Regions from separate parts of the Mus musculus genome. Here region 2 is linked to region 1. Evidence: chromatin contacts called from public promoter capture Hi-C data. All regions are on one chromosome and are shown on one strand. The core of a region is the stretch at or near the end of the contact, and the rest is flanking DNA. Distances in the headings are between cores, read along the strand shown. Region 1 holds the start of Meis3 (Meis homeobox 3). Region 2 holds the start of Ap2s1 (adaptor-related protein complex 2, sigma 1 subunit).

Region 1 (3,882 bases), core at 686-3,185:
GGTCACACAATGTGTACTTCAGTATTCAAGGATCCCAGCCTTCGCAGAATCACACAGAGCAGTCCAAGCAGGCATGAGAGTCCTGTTCAGGACCCCAAAGGGACATCTAGGAAGGAGTTGGATGGCTAGGAACTGAGGGAGAGATAATGGCAAAGAAGCATAGAGACAGAGATGTTGGGGGAACCAGCCAGGGAGGGAGAACAGCGAGGAAAGCACAGGGTCTGACAGGAGGTACAACCTGGAAAAATCCAAAAAATTCACCTGCATATGCACAGCTTCTTCCTATTTATTTTACAAGTGTATGTTTTATTTTTGTAGTATTGGGTTCCAGGGCCTGGTGCATCCTAGCCAGGGGCTCTACCACTGAGCCACGCCCCCAGCCCCTCACTGGGGGATTCAAGGCAGGGGCTCTACCACTGAGCCACGTCCCCAGCCCCTCACTGGGGGATTCTAGGCAGGGGCTCTACCCCCGAGCCACGCCCCCAGCCCCTCACTGGGGGATTCTAGGCAGGGGCTCTACCACTGAGCCACGCCCCCAGCCCCCTCACTGGGGGATTCTAGGCAGGGCTCTACCAGCTTTGTTTGGTTTTGAGATAGAATCTTACTTTGCAGCCCATGCTGGCCTGGAACTCAGAGCAATTCTCCTGCTTTGACCTCTGGAGTGCTATTACACTACACACCTCTGAATGTCTTAACAATTTATCACATCCAACATGTAAATTCACCATACCCATATCCACACAGAGTTGGGCACACAGCCGACATGCACATGCATGTGATACATATGCACATGTATGCTATAGGGTAGGTTCTCCAGAGCATGCAGGCTTAGAGCACTACACCCCGAATTGCAAGAGACAACTACACACACACACACGCACACACACACAGAGAGAGAGAGAGAGAGAGAGAGAGAGAGAGAGAGAGAGAGAGAGAGAGAGAGAAACATTCACATATACTTACACAGAGAGACAGAGACAGAGACAGACAGACAGTCAGTCAGTCAGTCAGAGCGCACCTAGCACCAAGTTGGAATTGAATGAATGAGGAAATGAAAGACATTTAGCACAATCAGACAACAGTCAATAAATACATTTGGGGGAGGGTAACCCTATTCTACCATGCAAACAGTCCCAACCAGAAACAAGAGTATAGGAGCCAGATTTCTGGGTCCTCCTGTTACGGAATCACAATGGGGCAGCAGGACCTTTGATCTCCAGGTAGAAGACGGTTCTTAGCAGTGGGGAGACTGGGGCGCCAAGAGGCAAAGGGCTCACTGGTATGAGGCAGAGGGTCCTGTGTTCTCCAGCCGACCTGGGCGCACTGGGCCATCTGGGTGGCTGTCACTCCTCTTTTGCTTCCGCAGGCTAACTTCTCTAAGCATCCTGAAGTGAATTCACCTGCTCCCAGCTGCCCACCGTGAACCCAGACGATGGGGTCTTTACCTCCTGCCAGGTTCGTCTCCAAACCTCCCTACACTCAGGGCTCGCATCTCTCCCCTGCTCTCCCTTGTCTGGCAGCTTGGTGAGATGTCCCACCCCTAACCCCAGGGTGGGTCTCAGACAACAGAAGCCTGGGGAAAAGCAGACAGGAAGAGGGTAGAGATGGGGAAGACCCAAGAGATAGAGGGAGTAGGGGAGGGGGGGTGAGGGGGAGAGAGTGACAGAGAGGAATAGAGGGAGGGGCAGAAGGAACTCTAAGGGGCAAAAAGGGACATTTAGAGGCAGAAAGAGGCTCAGGGCGGGACGGCACAGTCACCTACCCTCCGGGCCATGAGCCGGCGCCGCCTGTCCTGGGCTCGGGAGGTCACGGCCTGGAGCTCATCGCGGCAGGAGGTCCCCGAGGTCCCCGCCGGGTGCCAGGGTCTCCGAGTGGCCAAGACCCGCGGATCGCGGCCGAGGGTGGCGGCGGCTCCTCCGCTCACACGGGCCCGGCCTGTGTCACATCCGGAAGTTCACGCGGAGACGCTTAACCCGCTGTCTGCCGGAGCGGGGCCTCCTCCCGAGCGGCCCCTCTCCTGTCTTGTCCCTCCCCTCTCCTCTGAGTCCCCTCCTCCCTCTCCTTCTCTGCCTCCCCTTCTTCCCTCCGTGCTGTCCCCTCCCTCCTCCTCTCCTCTTCCTGGACTCCAGGTCTGCCTCCACCCACCTTGGCCTTTGTATGTCAGATTCGCGGGGTCTTGTGTCTGGAGCTTCCCGCGGTCCCCACCCTCCCTCTTGGTCCTCACTGCTTCTTGCTCTCTCCCTGCCTGGCCGCCAGGGGTCTGCAGTAGCTTTTTGCCCCTCCTCTCTGGTCACTCTTCTGTCTCTGTCTCTCCTGTCTAACCATGAGACGGGATTAAAGCAAACCAGGCACAGGAAAGAACCAAGCTTATATTTTCGTTTGTCTTCTTGCTCCGTTTCTGTCCCTTGTCTCCCCTGGGGGGACAAGGGGGCTGTCGGCCCGAGGCTCCAGTGTGTGTCTAGAAGTGGCAAAGTATTGAGCTGCTGTGCTTCCCTCAGGGATGTGTGTGCCTCTGTCCTTCTGAGCCCTGTGTTCAGGAAGGCCCTTAGCCTGGATGAAGCCCTCTCAGCTGCCCCTAGGGGAGCAGCCTGGGACCTCCGAGCCTTGCGGGGGTGGGAGGGTGGGGGTGGGGTGGGGTGTAAATCGTGGGTCTAGCCACTGAGGCGGTGCAGACAAAAGCTGTCAGTCAAACCCCAAGACAAGCTTTGGAGTGAAATTCCAGTGGCAAAAAGTAATTGTGCCGGGTGTGTGTGGTACTCAGGGAGACTGAGGCAGGAGGAGCATGAGTTGGATGCAAGCCTGCTTATACGGTAAGATTCTGTCTCCAAAAACCAGAGGAAAAGAGGAGGATGTGGGTTGGGGGAGGAAGAGGAAGGAAGGAAAGAAAGGGAACCTGAGAAAGGGACAGAGAAGGGAACAGAATCAGAGAGAGAGAGAGAGAGAGAGAGAGAGAGAGAGAGAGAGAGAGAGAGAGAGAGAGAGAGAGAGAGCGCAGAGAGTGGAGGCAGCTGAGAGCCTGCTCACTGACTCTCTCACTGTTGGTGGTGTGAGCCCCGCTGGGCTAGCTGGAGGTACATTTTATGACTCCCATAAACAGGCCTCGCACTCCTTCATCTTCTCTGCTGGAAATAAAACAAAAGCCAGGGCAGGGGTGACAGGTGGGGAGGGCCTGAGAGGCTATGGAGGAGGGAGGACCCTGCTTCTTCTCAGCTCCTCTTATTGTCCTGAGTGTGCCCCTCTTTCTCCTCACCCTGTTCTGTCACCTGGGACACCCACAGATCCTGATGGAGTCCAGACCTTTCTCTAACATGCCTTTCACTCTCTGCAACAAACCAGGGCTCTAGATTTCAGGGGGCCTTGCCTGACTGTGGGCTTATCACACTGAGTGGGGTCCCCCTTCAGGTTTCCCCACTTTGGCCCTTTGAGGCTGGCGGGGAGTGGGGTTAGCTACACACATGTACCCCAACATAGGTACTGTGAGGTAGAAGATTAATCGAAGTAACTTTCAATTAAATGTGTAAAGACCCTGCCAGCTCTTCCCTCCCTGACTACCCTCATTGGAGATTTGTGGAGGGGAACACAGCAGTCTAGGGTCACAGCATTGATTTGTGTCTTGGGGCAGTCACCTTTGTCCTCATGGGACTGGATTTTTGGGTAGGGGGATGGCAGGGTCTCATGTGACCCAGGGTAACAAACTCTCTATGCAGTAAAGGGTGACCTTGATGCATGATCTTCCTGCCTCCCGAGTGCTAGGATTCATTGCTGTGCCCGATTCAGAAGCTGAGCCTGAGCCAGGGAGCCACCTCACTCAGTCTAAGGTGGAAGGAGGGAAAGGGGTGGACAGAGAAGGGCATGAGGGCGTGGTGGTGACAGAAATAAGAG
Region 2 (3,651 bases), core at 854-3,353, 560 kb before region 1:
GTAGCTACTAGGAAGGCTAAGATGGGGGGGGGGGGGTGTTAGAGGTTCAAAGGCAGCCTGGGATATCTACAAGATCCTGTCTCAAGGAGAACAAAACAAACAAAACAAAACAAAACTGCTGGTGAGCTGGTTCAGTGGGTACAGGTTGACAAGCCCAAAGACCTGAGTTTGATCCCTGAGATCCACATGGTGGAAGGAGAGGAATGACTGGGCAAGTCACTTCTGACCTCTACATACGTAACGTAAAATGAGAATAAAAAAACAGGAAAGACAGAGATGTAGTTCAGTGGCAGGAGATGTACTAGACTTACAACCATGTACAAGGCCCTGGGTTTCATCCTCAATACAAACAAACAAACAAACAAAAAGGGAGAGAGAGAGAAGAAAGAAGAGAGAGAGCCAACTCGAGAGCGCACAGAACGGGAGGAAGAGAAAGGAGGGAAGGAGAGAGAAAGAAACCACAAGGCTGAAAATTTAGCTGAAGGTAAAATACCCAAGCAGCATGCCCAAGACCCCAGGTTCAATCCTCTACCGGGGTTCAATCCTAGGTACTGAGGGGGGAAACGGAAAGGGGAAAATCAGGGCTCAAGGGTTCCCTGCTGGGAAGCCTAGTTTGAAGCCCTGTCTGTCCAGTCATATATGCTCTTGCCCATTTTACAGATGACAAAGCTAAGACCCATAGTTATCACAACCAGAAAGCAGAGCTAGTTCCTCCAAGTCTTTACCCTGAGCCCTGGATTCTTTACTGGCTTCCATGGTCTTTCCCGAGCCTCATTCTTCCCTCAACCTATCTGCCTTATTCAACCTAAGCAGAAAACCACAAACAGGATGTTACATGCCCCTTCCAAGAACTACTTCTGCTGAGCCAGGGAAACCCAGGAAGGGAAGGGGGTGGGCACAGGAGCAGAAGGGAAGAACAGCTGGAAGCAAGGCTGAGTTAAGCCCTCTGTGTCCTACCCCACTTCAACCAATACTTCTTTCTGTTTCCCTCAATGAGAATCGTTTCACTCCTGGGAACACATCTGAGCAGCCCCTAGTCCCTACATCCATCCCTCTGCTGTACCCTCAGGGAGCCTCCCGACCACCTCCCCACATTGTTCGTTGTAACCTCCATCCCCCTGACCCCAGCACCTTTGGCCCCGACTCCGGGAAGCTTCACCTGTCCTTCATTACAAGCACCCCTTCTCCCTGTCCAAGGCTGGCCTCCCTTTTTACAAAGGTCGCATCGAACCTCCAAGACCTCTACTCACCTCCTGTTCTGACATCCCCCTCCCAAGTCTTCTTCTCCAAGTCCCTATCCAAAGAACTCTTAGTTCCAAAAGGCCCGTCTTGGAGGTGGAGGTTCCCCTAAATCCAGTGCTCAGCCCTTCTCCCAAAGCTCCCCCTCCTCAAATGTGACGCCTCCAAGTCTACTCTGCACCCCGGACCTCTCCTCTGTGGAACATTCTGTTCAGTTGCTCCCCATTTTCTTCTAGAATCCACTTTCTACTGCTACAGCCCTCTCTCCTCTTGCAGCAGCCTAACTCTAATCCTACAGGGGCTAACTTCCGGCCTCCAGGGTCCTCTTCTTCCCCTGGAGAGCATCTACCCTGGCCATATCCAATTTGCCCCAACACTAGCTCTCCTTAAAACCAGCTCCTTCCTTCTCATAAGGAACCCTCTCTACCCTGTCTGTAGAGTCTCTGGTTCTTTTCCATCATCCCTTCCTCATCTCCAATATCTTCTCCCGCCTCTGTGGTTTCAAAATCACCCCCAAATGTCTCCCACCAAGGCAGTCCCTCCCCTGGACACTCCTTCCCCTCCAAATCCTTTGCTTGGAACCACAAGCACACCCCGCAGCGCAGCATCCAGCCCCTGATCCCCATTCCTGACCCCAATCCCGAGAACCCGCGCCCGGCCCGGATCATCCGCAGCAGGAGGAAGCTTGTCACCTCCAAACCGAAACCCCGGGGACCGTACGTGAACCACCCCCCTCTGCCTGTCCCCGGTACGACGCTCCCCCCGTTACCATGGCGACCCCTGTCTGGACCCCAGAGGCCCGGGTCCCGCTGTAACAGGGCGGCTCCGGCTCTGCTTGCAGTTGTGGGGCCCAGGGCTAGAACTGACTTCCGGCAGGAGAACCCGCCTTCCTTCTCGGGCACGGCCCTCTGGGAGTTGTAGTTTAAACGCACGCGTTGGCAAGGGTGGCCCCGGTCTAACGCCTTCCCAGCATGCTCTGCGACTGCCCTTTTTCCTATCAAGAGACCTAGTCGCCAAATGCGAGTACCAAATGCATTGTGGATGAAGGACTCTGAATAAGGACAATTTCCATAGGTTAAAAGTAGACTGAGTGAGCGTTGCATTTCGGGAAATGTGGTTCTAGTGCTCCTCGATCCCAAAGCTACCAGCAAGGACATGCTGGGAATAGTAGTTTTTTCTTTTCAACTTTGCTTTAAATTATAACATATAATGTGCTTTGATAATATTTCCCCATTATTATTAGCTTACTTCTTTCTCCTCCACCAAAACCCTTTCTTCCCCAAAGTGTTCCTTTTTTCATGTATGTTTTTCTTGCGGAGCGTGTGACCCACGGCATTGATCTGGGGTTGCGGATGTGAGCGTTACTTACTTGGGCATGGGCATCTTTTAACAGAATACACTACTGGGAATATGACCCTCGCACCCTCGGCGACTGGTTTTTAATTTTTTGCTTATTTTATGTATTTGAGTTCTCACCTGCATGTAGGTAAGTCTATAGTATGCCTGCAGTGTCCACAGAGGTGGAAGACAGCATAAGAACCTAGGAACTGGAGTTTGGGAGCCGAATCTGCTAGAGTAGCAAAAGCTCTTAAACACTGAGTCTTCTCTCCAGCATCTCAATCCGTGCCCACCTGTGGTGAAATGCTGATGGGCCTGGTCTCCTACAGGCCTTGAGCAGTAACTCCCAGCTGCTGTAAGGTTTGGCATCATCTCTGTCACGTTCAGAAGGCATGTTTCACTCTTCCCTCCAGTGATTTTTTTTTTCCTTTAAACTCGGGTTTTAAAAAAATATTTATTATATGTAAGTACACTGTAGCTGTACTCAGATACTCCAGAAGAGAGCATCAGATTTCGTTACCAATGGTTGTGAGTCACCATGTGGTTGCTGGGATTTGAACTCAGGACCTTTGGAAGAGCAGTTGGTGCTCTTAACCGCTGAGCCATCTCACCAGCCCCTAAGCTCAGGGTTTTATGTATCCCGGACTGGCCTAGGACTAGCCTTGTAGGGGAGGATCAGTTGGAGTCCTGATCCTGCAGCTTCTGCCACCAAAGGGGCTACAGTATAGGCATATGCCACCACACCAGTCTTAGGAAAAGTAGGTTATTTTATTTTATTTTACTTTTGAGACATGGTTTCTTATGTAGTCCTGGCTGTCTTGGAACTCACTCTGTAAACCAGGCTGGACTTGAACTCAGAGATCTGCTTACCTGGACTTAAGGTATGCACCACTGATGCCCAGCAGAAATAGTGTTAAACAAGTCATTACGCTGTGGACCTAAAAATGTAACTAACTGCCTTTCTATGCTTACGCAGTGCTCTATTTAGTTGAGCTTAGGGATGTAGGTTTTCTCATAAATATAACTACATATGTACATAAAATAAAATAAAGATAGGAATTGGGCTAGACACAG

Evidence for each region. Promoter capture Hi-C pulls out the DNA fragments that hold promoters and counts their contacts.
Region 2: a promoter capture Hi-C map of hematopoietic stem and progenitor cells shows a contact between it and region 1. The contact joins the promoter of Ap2s1 here to the promoter of Meis3 in region 1. A contact is called at or near these places in 6 of 39 promoter capture datasets (cranial neural crest, frontonasal cranial neural crest, hematopoietic stem and progenitor cells and 3 more) and 1 of 9 other capture datasets (adipose tissue).

What each region holds. Positions count from the first base shown.
Region 1 is chr7:16,173,448-16,177,329 of GRCm38.p6, reverse strand. Meis3 (Meis homeobox 3) reads right to left here and starts at 1,935. Exons shown (of 13, transcript NM_008627.4): 1 at 1,763-1,935. The coding sequence starts at 1,774.
Region 2 is chr7:16,736,896-16,740,546 of GRCm38.p6, reverse strand. Ap2s1 (adaptor-related protein complex 2, sigma 1 subunit) reads right to left here and starts at 2,103. Exons shown (of 5, transcript NM_198613.2): 1 at 2,009-2,103. The coding sequence starts at 2,011.